3 separate regions of the Sus scrofa genome follow, and all the other regions are linked to region 2. Evidence: chromatin contacts called from public HiChIP or PLAC-seq data. All regions are on one chromosome and are shown on one strand. The core of a region is the stretch at or near the end of the contact, and the rest is flanking DNA. Distances in the headings are between cores, read along the strand shown.

Region 1 (3,527 bases), core at 929-3,428, 770 kb after region 2:
CCATGAATTTCTGCCCTCCAAACCCAGGTTCCACTGTCATAACCAAGGTGCGAAATACTCAAGTGTAGTTCCTGGTTTGGTAGCAAGGCCAACCTTCCTTCCATTCTCCTGAATGTCTTTAATCAAAGCCCCAAGGTCCTCAGTAGACTCAAGATGAAACATGTATTGACTGGTGCCTGCTACAGCCATTGGCTTTACCCAGTGTTCTGGCCTGGATACCATCATGTGCATGTCAGAGAAATGGTCCTGGCCAAGATGCCTTCAGAGCTTTGTATCAGAGCTTTGCACCACAGTGTGACCAAAGGTGATGCTGGGAACAAAATCCTGTCCATTACCTCCAGGTGCAGATAACTGGCCCCAGAGTCCAGCAATCCAGGGCATTTGGCTCCTAAACTGGCCAGGTTGCTTTTGAGGGTGGATAGCCAATCTTGCAGCTGGACACCATGGTGCTGGTTTCCTAGAGCAAATTACCCAACCCATATAGCTTCTTTGATCTGAACCAGACTCTGGTCAAAATTCACACATTGCATTTGGTTTATGTGTTTCCCTCTCTTGCTCTTAATTTCTCAAGTCAAGTTTATTGAGGTATAATTTACAGCAAAGGTCACCCTTTTTTTAGGGGCACAGTTCTAAGAGTTTTGACAAATACATGGAGTCATATAACCACCATCATCATCAAGGCATAAATTATTTCCATCACTGCAAAAAGTTCCCTCCTGGCTCTTTGGAGTCAATATCTTCTTCCTCATCTGGCCTCATGCCCTGGTAAACAATATCTCTTTCTGTTCTTACAGTTTTATGTAGTCACATACGTGCACTGCTACAGCAGATAGCCTTTGATGTCTGGCTTCTTTCAGATGAAACTTTTGAGGTTCATCTGTGTTGTTGTGTGTCAGTAATTTGTTTTTGTTGCTGAGGAGTATTCCATAGTGTGGGCCCACTATGACTTATTTATTCATTCACCAGTTGATGGACATATTGCCAGATTAAGTCAATTAGAAATAAAGCAAACTTTAAGTTGTGACTGCAGCTATGTTATAATCTCTAGAACAAATTTATTTATTTATTTATTTATTTATTTTTGGCTGCGCTCAGGGCATGTAAATGTTCCTGGGCCAGGGGTGGAACCCATGCCACTAAGTGACCCAAACCACTGCAGTGATAATGCTGGATTCTTAACCTGCTGAGTCACAAGGAAACTCTACAGATTGATTTTTTATTTATTTTTTATTTTTTTGTCTTTTTGTCTTTTCTGGGGCCGCATTCGAGGCATATGGAGGTTTCCAGGCTAGGGGCCTAATCAGAGCTGTAGCCACTGGCCTACGCCAGAGCCACAGCAGCTCTGGATGTGAGCCTTGTCTGCGGCCTACACCGCAGTTCACGGCAATGGAGGATCCTTAACCCACTGACCTAGGCCAGGGATCAAACCCAAAACCTCATGGTTCCTAGTCGGATTCGTTAACCACTGTGCCATGACAGGAACCCCCAGACTGATTTTTGAAATGTCATGGTAAGGTCTAAAATGTTCTTTAATAGAGGAGTTCCTGTCAGTGGGTTAAGGATCCGGCGGATCCCTTGTTGCTGTGGCTCTGGCATAGGCCGGCAGCTGCAGCTATGATTCGACCCCTAGCCTGGAAACCTCCATGTGCTGCGGGAGTGGCCCAAGAAATGGCAAAAGCACACACACACACACACACACACACACACAAAATAAATAAATAAATAAAATTAATTTAAAAAATAAAATTAAATTAATTTAAAAAATAAAATAAAATAAAATGTTCTTTAATAGAATTTTACTAATCACAAATTTGAAATTATCTACAACATAAAATCATAAATAACTAAAAGTTTCTACTTCTTTTTCAAGTTAAATTTCTGTATACCTTTTCCTCCATATACACACTAATACACATAATTCATAAATACATAAACACACACATACCACTTACCTAGGTGCAAGTCAACTGTCATAGCAGTTCATTAAGATTGATCTTGATGTATTTTGGATGTAAAGGGATCTGTAAGGACAAAGTCTGGGTTTTATAAACATTACTCCATCAACTAGCAACCTTATTTTAGGATGCCAAAAATGTGGTGGAGCTATGAAGTATTACGACAGATGCAGAGAGCACTGAAAATTTGGGGTGATGCGGACTCTCCGTAACTTTTTGTTTTCATAAGGGTGCTGCTCCATTTTCTCCCTAGAACAAACCAGTTCATTGCCAACACCCCCTGCATTGCATACCAGTATATGTCATCACATTTCAGGTTCCTCAAAATGCCTCTGAGAATTACTATTTCCAGTAATGGAGGGAAGATGATTGTACATATGGAACTTTACTTCTGTGATTGCACTTGCTAAAAGTTCTCATGGAAAGGTAAAAAGAGTACAGTGATTTAGTGCTCAGTTCTGGAGTCAGAATCCAGGGGTTCACCCCCAGCTCTGTCATTTAATGGGGGTGTGATCTTGGGCAAGTTACTTACAGTCTGTCCCAGTTCTGTTGTCTATAAAATGTTTTCTCATAGGAATGTTCTAAAAATTAAATAGGTTACTGCATGGAGAGTATTTAGGGTAGAACTTGCTGTACACTATGTGCTCAATAAATGGTAGTGTGTGTTATCTATTCCAAATCTGAGACCAAATTATATAATGTAGCACAGTTTACAAAACTTCTACTAGGTCAAGTCTAAAAATCTCCATAATAACACTCATAGCATTATTTATTGAATTCTTGCTATGTTCTAGGCATTTCTACTAGGTCTTAAAAGGAATTAATCCATATCTCAACAACTTTAATGTTATTCCCCTTTTAAAAACAAGAGAATCGAGAAAGTTATAGTTTAATTAACCTGCCCTTTATATTAGTGGAGTAGAGTGGAAGCCAGGGTTGCCTGATTTCAAAGTTAACTTTTAATCCCTCTTCCCTAAAAAAAAAAAAAAAAAAAAAAACTGAGTAGGCGATGACATTTGTTAAAGCATTACAAGTTAAAAAAATCTATTTGCTCAGCTCTTGAAGCTCTTTTTTTTTGTCCTTTTGTCTTTTTAGGGGTGCACCTGTGGCATATGGAGGTTTCCAGGCTAGGGATCTAATCAGAGCTACAGCTGCTGGCATACACCAGAACCACAGCAACGTCACATCCAAGCCCCATCTGCGACCTATACTACAGCTCACGGCAACGCCGGATCCTTAACCCATTGAGTGAGGCCAGGGATTGAACCTGCAACCTCATACTGCCTAGTCAGATTTGTTTCTGCTGTGCCATGATGGGAACTCCTTGAAATTATTGATTAATAAATTTATTCAATAGGTAATGTATTTTATTATGTATTTATTGACTATATTCATTACACTGTACATTTCATACCTGTGATTCATTTATTTTGCAAATGAAAATTTGTATCTCTTAATCTTCCTCACCAATTTCTCCCCTCCTGCCACACCCCTCCCATCTGGGAACTTCCTGTTTGTTCTCTCTATAACTGTTTCTGTTAAGTTTGTTTTTTTGTTTTGTTTTTTAGATTC
Region 2 (4,036 bases), core at 1,015-3,514:
TGAATTATGGAAATTAAGTTTTTTAAAAACTACATAAATGTGAGGTCTTTCAAAGATTGAACAATTTATCCTAAGGATTGCTAATAATGGCATTACTATTTACCAAAAGTAGTTACAACGTTTACATACATAGACTACATTTTCATCACTAAATCCATTTCTAGAACAAAATTTTTATTTTTTATTTATTTCATTTTTTTTGGCCACGCCCATGGCATGTGGCAGCTCCAGGGCTAGGAATCAAATCCTCCACAGCAGTAACCACAACGGATCTCTAACCCATTGAGCCACCAGGGAACTCCTAAAACAAATTTTTAAAAACATCACCTACTTTTCTTCTTCCTTGTACATTACCATGTCTACCCTACAACTGACTCACAACTATGTTCATGGTTAACAGATAATTAATTCTTGAGAAACACTGAGCTTTATTCATTTTCTATCTAGTTCATCTCACCCACAAACACCATCACCCACTCCCAAACACACAACTCACAATCTGTTACACTCTAACACAATACAGTGTTGACTGAATTCACATTAAGTCATCTATTTAACACTACTTCACTAATTAAAAGCACTTTCTTTTTTTTCCACTAACACCATGCAATCCTATTTTCATATTCCTTCTGGATTTATCAAAGGGGGAGGGAGTATCTCTAGGATTCGTTTAAGGAAAGAAAATTAAACTATTATAACCTAATCATTGTGCTGCCTTCAGACAGGAGCAGTATCTTAAATACATTCCTGTCCACTCCATTTCCCGAGCTTGTTCCAATCCTGGAGCAGTTCACTGGAGACTCTTCTTAAGTCCAATTTAATGTTACTCTAGCCCTTTCAACAAATCACCACCTAAAATTAATTATCAACACAAAAGAGTATATCTGTGAAATACAGGACAGCAGCTGGCCATATTTTTATCAACTATTACCTTTCCAAAACTACCACCACAGGGTTGTTAAAAACCTTGCAGGATCCAGTCTAAACCACCTTTCAGCCATGTATTGATGGGGATCTACTTTTAACATTTCTAGGGCCTGGGAAGTCGGTATTTCAAAAGACATGACATTCCATTCTGGCAACATCAGTTCTTCCCATATTTTAAAGTAATTGTATCCCTCCGACTCTCTATGAATTACATCCATTTGTTTCTGATTGTACCTCTGGGGGTACGCACAACATGTGTCTATCAGAACAGTGGCTAGGATTTTTTTTTTTTGGCTTGGCTTGGCTTGGCTTGGCCTAAGTCACATAATCATCTTTCCAAACATGTTTTCCAAAATAAGCATTTGAGGAACCAAAGAGGCCATTCTTGCCATTTTGCCTAGTTAACAAGAACGGGCAGAAGTTAATTTATTGGTAGACATTTCTCGAGATTAATAACCTAACCTATACCACTTCTTAAAGATGCTTGCTTACTAAACTACCATCTTTAATTGTAGCACTAAGGGTTTTCGAAATTTAGCCTAACAAAAAAGGCTGTTCTGAAAATACGCATTACATCCGCATAATACTACCAGGAAATAAACCTAAGGGCCTGAAACTCAGAACAGGCCTAGTCTCAGCCGCGCCCAGAACAGACAAACGTTAAGTAAAGAAGAGAATTAGGATCAAAGAAAAACCCATGGCTAGATGAAGTGTTAGGTCATATGGAGATTGAGGACGAAAGGGGAAAGGGCAGGCCTGGTCTTTTCCAATGAGTCCAAACGTCTCGAAGGGGAGACCGGCCCCGCGCGGGGCAAGCTAACCTCCCCACCCCCAACCCACAACGACGACCCCGGCTCCGTCGACCTACTCCCGAGCCCCGCCTCCGCTCGTCACCTTGCTCTGCACTAACCTTTCTCCTCTCGGCTGTCGGCCGCCATTGCTCCCCTCTTGTTTCCGCTGCTGCCACCGCCGCAGCCGCCACCGCCGCCGCTTCGACGCGACTCGCGCGGGCGCCGCAGCCGCGGCAGCAGATGCACAGGCGCGTCCGTCAGTCCGTCCGGTGGGCTGCACGCTTCGCACCTTAGTCTCCACCACTCTACCCTTCCCGACTCGCCTTTTCTCCCCGCTTCTTCCCTTTCTTCCTTTCCCCCTTCTCTCCTTTCACTCCGGCGTCTCGGATCCTAGGCCCAGGATTCCCGTTGGGGCTTGGGGACGGGAGGGGTCAGGGGGAGGGAAGGGAAACAGACGGCGATGGCGGGCGGCGCTAAAATGGAGCCTGCTTCCTGCGTGAAACAATCCCGCTCCCGAAATGCCCTGCGCTGTTTACGCTTCTTTCCTCCCTGGGAACGTCACAGTGCGGAGAGGGGCGGGAAGGGAACGTGACTAACGTCATCACGTCGCCCCGCCCCCTGTAGGGCGGAAGTCCCTGCAAAGAGTTTTGTTTCCAGCGGTGAAGTCTCCCTACTTAGTTTTTCGGCGCCCAAGCTGCGCTGCTTGCTCCCAAGTGGCTTAGTTTTCTCACCCGAAACGTCTATCCAAAGATGCTTCCTATTGCTTTGGCTGACAGCTGATTCAGTTCTGGAAATCGGAGACCTATTTAGGACAAGTCTGGGCGGGTCCTTTTGCAGCCACTACTTTATGCTCCGGGTACCAGATGTACTTTCTTATTTGGTGCTCCAGACGCGGCGCAGGGTGCAACCAGTTCACTTGTCACAAAACCCTACCAGTTTTGTTTTTAATTGGGGAAAGGAATTACATTGTATTTTAATATAGCTTTGTAAATTCACACAATAAATTTGATTTAAACGTTTATCAAGGTCCTGGGAAAGAGTTGATATAAACATACTATTCAGATATTAAAACTAGGGAAGGGACCAAAAATTACTTTAGATGATATGTAAAGATCTGAGAGGAAAGGAGTTCCCCTCGTGGCGCAGTGGTTAACGAATCTAACTAGGAACCATGAGGTTGTGGGTTCGATCCCTGCCCTTGCTCAGTGGGTTAACGATCCAGCGTTGCTGTGAGCTGTGGTGTAGGTCGCAGACGCGGCTCAGATCCCACGTTGCTGTGGCTCTGGCAAAGGCCAATGGCTACAGCTCCGATTAGACCCCTAGCCTGGGAACCTCCATATGCCACAGGAGCAGCCCTAGAAAAGGCAAAAATACAAAAAGATCTAAGAGGAAACTTGCTTAAAGTTCATTGTCCAAAGGAATAAAAAATGTAGTTTTGCTTCACTGCTCCATAACCGAGTTTTACAAGGAAAAGAAAATTTGAAGGAAAAAAAAGTAATTTTGTTATTATATATATATATATATATATGCACACACACTAATGATAAGTTTAGAGAAAGACAAGTAGTCTACAATGTCTTGGTCCTTGATTGCCCTTTTAACATAGAAACCAAACTGAAGGCAACTGGATGAATTAAGCAGCGTGAAAACATAAACAGAGATGAATAAACAGTTATTTGGAGTCATTTGGAGGGTTTTGAAGGGAGAAAGGAAATCAATTCAGTAAATCTAAAATCCTCCTATGTATTGGATGTTTGGGAATCAAGAGTGAATAGAACAATATTTTTGCCTTTAAGGAATTTTCGATATGTATAGGGCAGAGACAAGATAACAGGCAATTAGTGTGTAAAAATAATAGCTAAAAAATGTGTGTTCTTACTCTGTGACAGGTCTGAGCACATGACCTATATGATCTGACTTCATCTTCCAAAACTGCCATTTTTTTTAGCTAGTATATTCCTAGCTCTATATTACTGATAAGGAAAGTAAAGTAATATGAAATTAAAGTACCCAAATGATAAGTGGTAGTAAGGAGCATAGCTCTAATCCAGGCAATTTGGAGGCAGCCACCGCCCACTTCATGACACTGCCTTATGTAGAGTAAGCTGAGAAGTTATTGGAACCCTTAGGTGCATGCTACTCAGACCAGTGAGGAATACAGAGTAAAGGAAAGCTTTCTGTAGAAGGGAAAATAAAGCCTAGTTGAGCTCTAAAAGCCTCTTAGCCTAGGTAGAAGGGGGAAGGGTGGTGGGCAAAAGAATGGTTTTCATGTAAAAAAAGTCCTAGGTGGCCGCACTGCCCATGGTTCAATTCAGGTT
Region 3 (3,499 bases), core at 614-3,113, 620 kb after region 2:
AAAGGTAAATGTGGCCTTTAAGTTAAAGGTACACCACTCAACAAAGAGCAGTCACTATTTGGTATTACAGTTATTTACTCTATCATAATAAAAGATGAGGATTTCTTGTAGAAAGGGATATGTTCTGCAGAGTTAATCCAGTATGTCAGATAATTAAGATTTTGTCTTGGCTGTCTCCTCTATTTAGCATATAAAACTGGTTAAAAAATGGATTTCCTTTTGCAATTCAATTTAGTAATAAAATGACGTGAACAAATGACAATGAATTAAACAAATATTGCATGAATTCAATTTCAGCCTATGAAAGAGGTATCACATCACATCTGGGAACATAAATCAGTGGAAATGAGTTAGACTTTTTTTTTTTAGGGTCTGAAAAGAAATAAAAAATGGTATGTTTATTTTCTCAGACTTTTGTCTGTATATCTGGTTCTTTAAATGCATCATCTAAAACAATGGTTAGTTTAGCCCTTATTGAGTTCTCTGCATATCGAGAACAGAGAACATATCCCAATGTTTTATGGGAACATTGTTCCTATGTTAGAGGGTCTTTCAGTTTAAAGCAAGTGCATTTAAGATTGAGAGATCAGTCACTGTCTTTAAATTGTCAAGAGGTGATGATGGGTTTGAATTTAAATCAAATTTTGAGATTTCCTGTTGTGGCTCAGTGGGTTAAGAACCTGACTGGTATCCTTGAGTATGTAGGTTCCATCCCCGGCCTTGCCACAAGCTACAATGTAGGTTGCAGGTGTGGTTCGGCTCCAGCATTGCTGTGGCTGTGGCGTAGGCTGGCCGCTGCAGCTCCAATTTGACCCCTAACCTAGGAACTTCCATATGTTGCAGGTGCAGCTGTAAGAGTCAGCCATTTTTTTTAAAGTGCCCTGTCTCAGAAATGATTCCGTAGTCACAAAGATAATATTCATGGACAGTTAAAGTATATTTAAAATCTCATCTATCTTACCTTTAGCTTGGTTTCAATCAGTGAACCAATTCCTTGAGCTTATCTAATTACTATAAATTGTGTCCATAGGAAACTAAATAAGATTCAGTTTAATATCTAATAAAGATTGATTTAAATCTTCAATTTAATTCTTACAGTTAAGTTTAAAAATTAGGTGTAAAACAATTAGTCTAATTTTTAAATTATATACTATATAAAGTGCATGCATAGGAACAATAGAATATATGCAAAAAAATGTGCATACTATTATCTCTTGAGTAATTTTAAAAAATTTTTCTTTCTTGTGAATACATGTATTCCAAATTTCTAAGGTGACCCTATATTGCTTTTATAGTGAGAGAAAAGTACAATAAATATACGTGTATCTGTTTGTATGACTTTTATTTTATGCATCACTGCTGCTGTTAGGATGCTTTCTGCTGTAAGTAATAGAAATGTCAGACTAAAAGTGGCATGTTTTCATGTTACAGGGAGGCTGGAAGTAGGCATGCAGAGTTGGTTAAGGCAGAACTTTGAGGCATTTTCTCTGGTTCCACAAGGATTTACCTCAGAGATTAGAGGTTAGTTGTCACCAACCAGAAGTCTCAAAGGCAGAAAGAAAGGGTTGCTTCTAACCCCATGCATCTCTCTCTCCCAGAACCCTCAGCACTTCCTCTTAAATTGGCTAGAATTGGAGCACATGACCACCCTAAGCTAATCACTGGCAAAGGAGAAAGGGATAACCCTAAATATCTTAAGGGTATTTTTATCCTCCTCTAGAGAGCAGTGCTCAATTTCCCTGAACATTTATTTAGCCCTCCGATAACTAAAAAAAAAATTTCTTGTTTTCCTTTTTGTGGCTGCACCCGCAGCATATGAAAGTTCCAAGGCCAGGGATTGAACCCGTGCCACAACAGTGACCTGAGCCACAAGAGAACTCACTTCCTTTTTTCTCTTTTGAGATATCATAAGCGGAATGTTTTGGGGGTCAGAAGCCAGCAATACCTGCCACCATCACCAATTACCTTTTCAAAATAAAACTGAGGCGTTCCCGTCATGGCGCAGTGGTTAACGAACGAATCTGACTAGAAACCATGAGATTGCAGGTTCGATCCCTGGCCTTGCTCAGTGGGTTAAGGATCCAGCATTGCCTTGAGCTGTGGTGTAGGTCACAGACGCAGCTCAGATCCCGTGTTGCTGTGGCTCTGGCGTAGGCCAGGGGCTACAGCTCTGATTAGACCCCTAGCCTGGGAACCTCCATGTCGCAGGAGAGGTCCTACAAAAGGCAAAAAGACCAAAAAAAAAAAAAAAAAAGAATCCGACTGCCATGGCTCGGTCACTTTGGATGTGTGTTCAATCCTGGCCTGGTGCCGTGGGTTAAAGGATCTGACATTGCTACAGCTGTGGCACAGGTTGCAGCTGGGGTTTGGATTCAATGCCTGTCTGGGAAAAGTCTATATGCCACGGATGCAGCCATAAAATTAAAAAAAAAAAAAAAGTTAGACGGAGAGAAATAGAGAAATTGGCATTATTTGTGGGGTGAACCTGTCAAAGATATTTATCTCTATTAATTTTCTTAAAAAGAGAGAGGACCGGGGATAACTTCAGTGCTAGGACAGAACCTTGAAAGAATGAGACATAGACCAAGTTCATTTTCACGATTATGTAGAAAAGGTATACAACTTGACTGAGAAATCTGAATCACGCCATAGGTGAGCAGGATGAAGTTTCCAGGTATTTGGAGATATGCAACTCTGAAAAGAAAATGGAGAGGCTCAAAGTATAATGAATCCACTTTCGCTTGGATCCTCTCTCCACACCAAAATGGGAAAAATTCTAAATAAAAATATCATACATTACAGATGATAAAATGTGGAAAGATTCAATTTTTTGAATCCTACAAACATTTCTCCAAATATACATTTAGAATGAAAGATAAATTCTAACGTTACTGAATTACACTAATTCTTGTTGTTTTCTAAGAAAGGTGAAAGAAGAGTCAAGGGAAAGAGATTCAGAAGTCCTTAGACATTCATTCTGGTATTTAACCTGGCAAGTCACTTACACTGACCATAAATTCCTTTTCCTCACCCATAAAAAACTGGATGACATAATGCATTCATAGCTCTAAAAATCACATGATTCTATCCAATATATGACAGTGCTTGACACGTAGCAGTCGTCCAAAATTATTTCTTAAACGTATAACTTCTTAAAATGGAATCTTAGACTGGAAATCCAAAGCTACTTTTTACTAGCTTTCGGGTTTTTTTTAATTTATAAAATGAAGGATTTTTCTTATTGCTTTAAAACTATTAAGGATTTTGCAATTCCATCATTTTGCCGGCCACTAGAATCTTCTGTGCCTGGCAGGTGCCACGTACCTTCAGCGTTTCGGCTACGTTTATATCCGCCAGACCCCAGTCCTAACAGCGCGGCCACTGCAACCACCTGCAGCAAAGCCCGCCCCTCGACCACACCCAAACCGGAAGCCAGGACGCCCCTGGGCTTGACGGGAAGACGCCGCCAGGCTGATCTCTCCCCGCCCGCCCCCTCCGG

Evidence for each region. HiChIP or PLAC-seq counts read pairs in DNA pulled down with a chosen protein or histone mark.
Region 1: a contact with region 2 is called in an H3K27ac HiChIP or PLAC-seq map of alveolar macrophages. The contact joins the promoter of STAP1 here to the promoter of YTHDC1 in region 2. A contact is called at or near these places in 1 of 47 Hi-C or Micro-C datasets (heart right ventricle) and 1 of 2 datasets of contacts at active chromatin or transcription factors (alveolar macrophages).
Region 3: an H3K27ac HiChIP or PLAC-seq map of alveolar macrophages shows a contact between it and region 2. The contact joins the promoter of UBA6 here to the promoter of YTHDC1 in region 2. A contact is called at or near these places in 1 of 47 Hi-C or Micro-C datasets (heart right ventricle) and 2 of 2 datasets of contacts at active chromatin or transcription factors (alveolar macrophages and skeletal muscle).

The regions. Positions count from the first base shown.
Region 1 is chr8:65,317,512-65,321,038 of Sscrofa11.1, reverse strand. STAP1 (signal-transducing adaptor protein 1) reads right to left here and starts at 2,178. Exons shown (of 10, transcript XM_021101389.1): 1 at 1,953-2,178. It also overlaps the pseudogene LOC100737945.
Region 2 is chr8:66,084,756-66,088,791 of Sscrofa11.1, reverse strand. It overlaps YTHDC1 (YTH domain-containing protein 1), which reads right to left and starts at 2,264. Exons shown (of 17, transcript XM_021101400.1): 1 at 1,838-2,264. The coding sequence starts at 1,865.
Region 3 is chr8:65,469,193-65,472,691 of Sscrofa11.1, reverse strand. UBA6 (ubiquitin-like modifier-activating enzyme 6) reads left to right here and starts at 1,863. Exons shown (of 33, transcript XM_003129053.6): 1 at 1,863-3,499. The coding sequence starts at 3,225. It also overlaps a transcript of GNRHR not described here.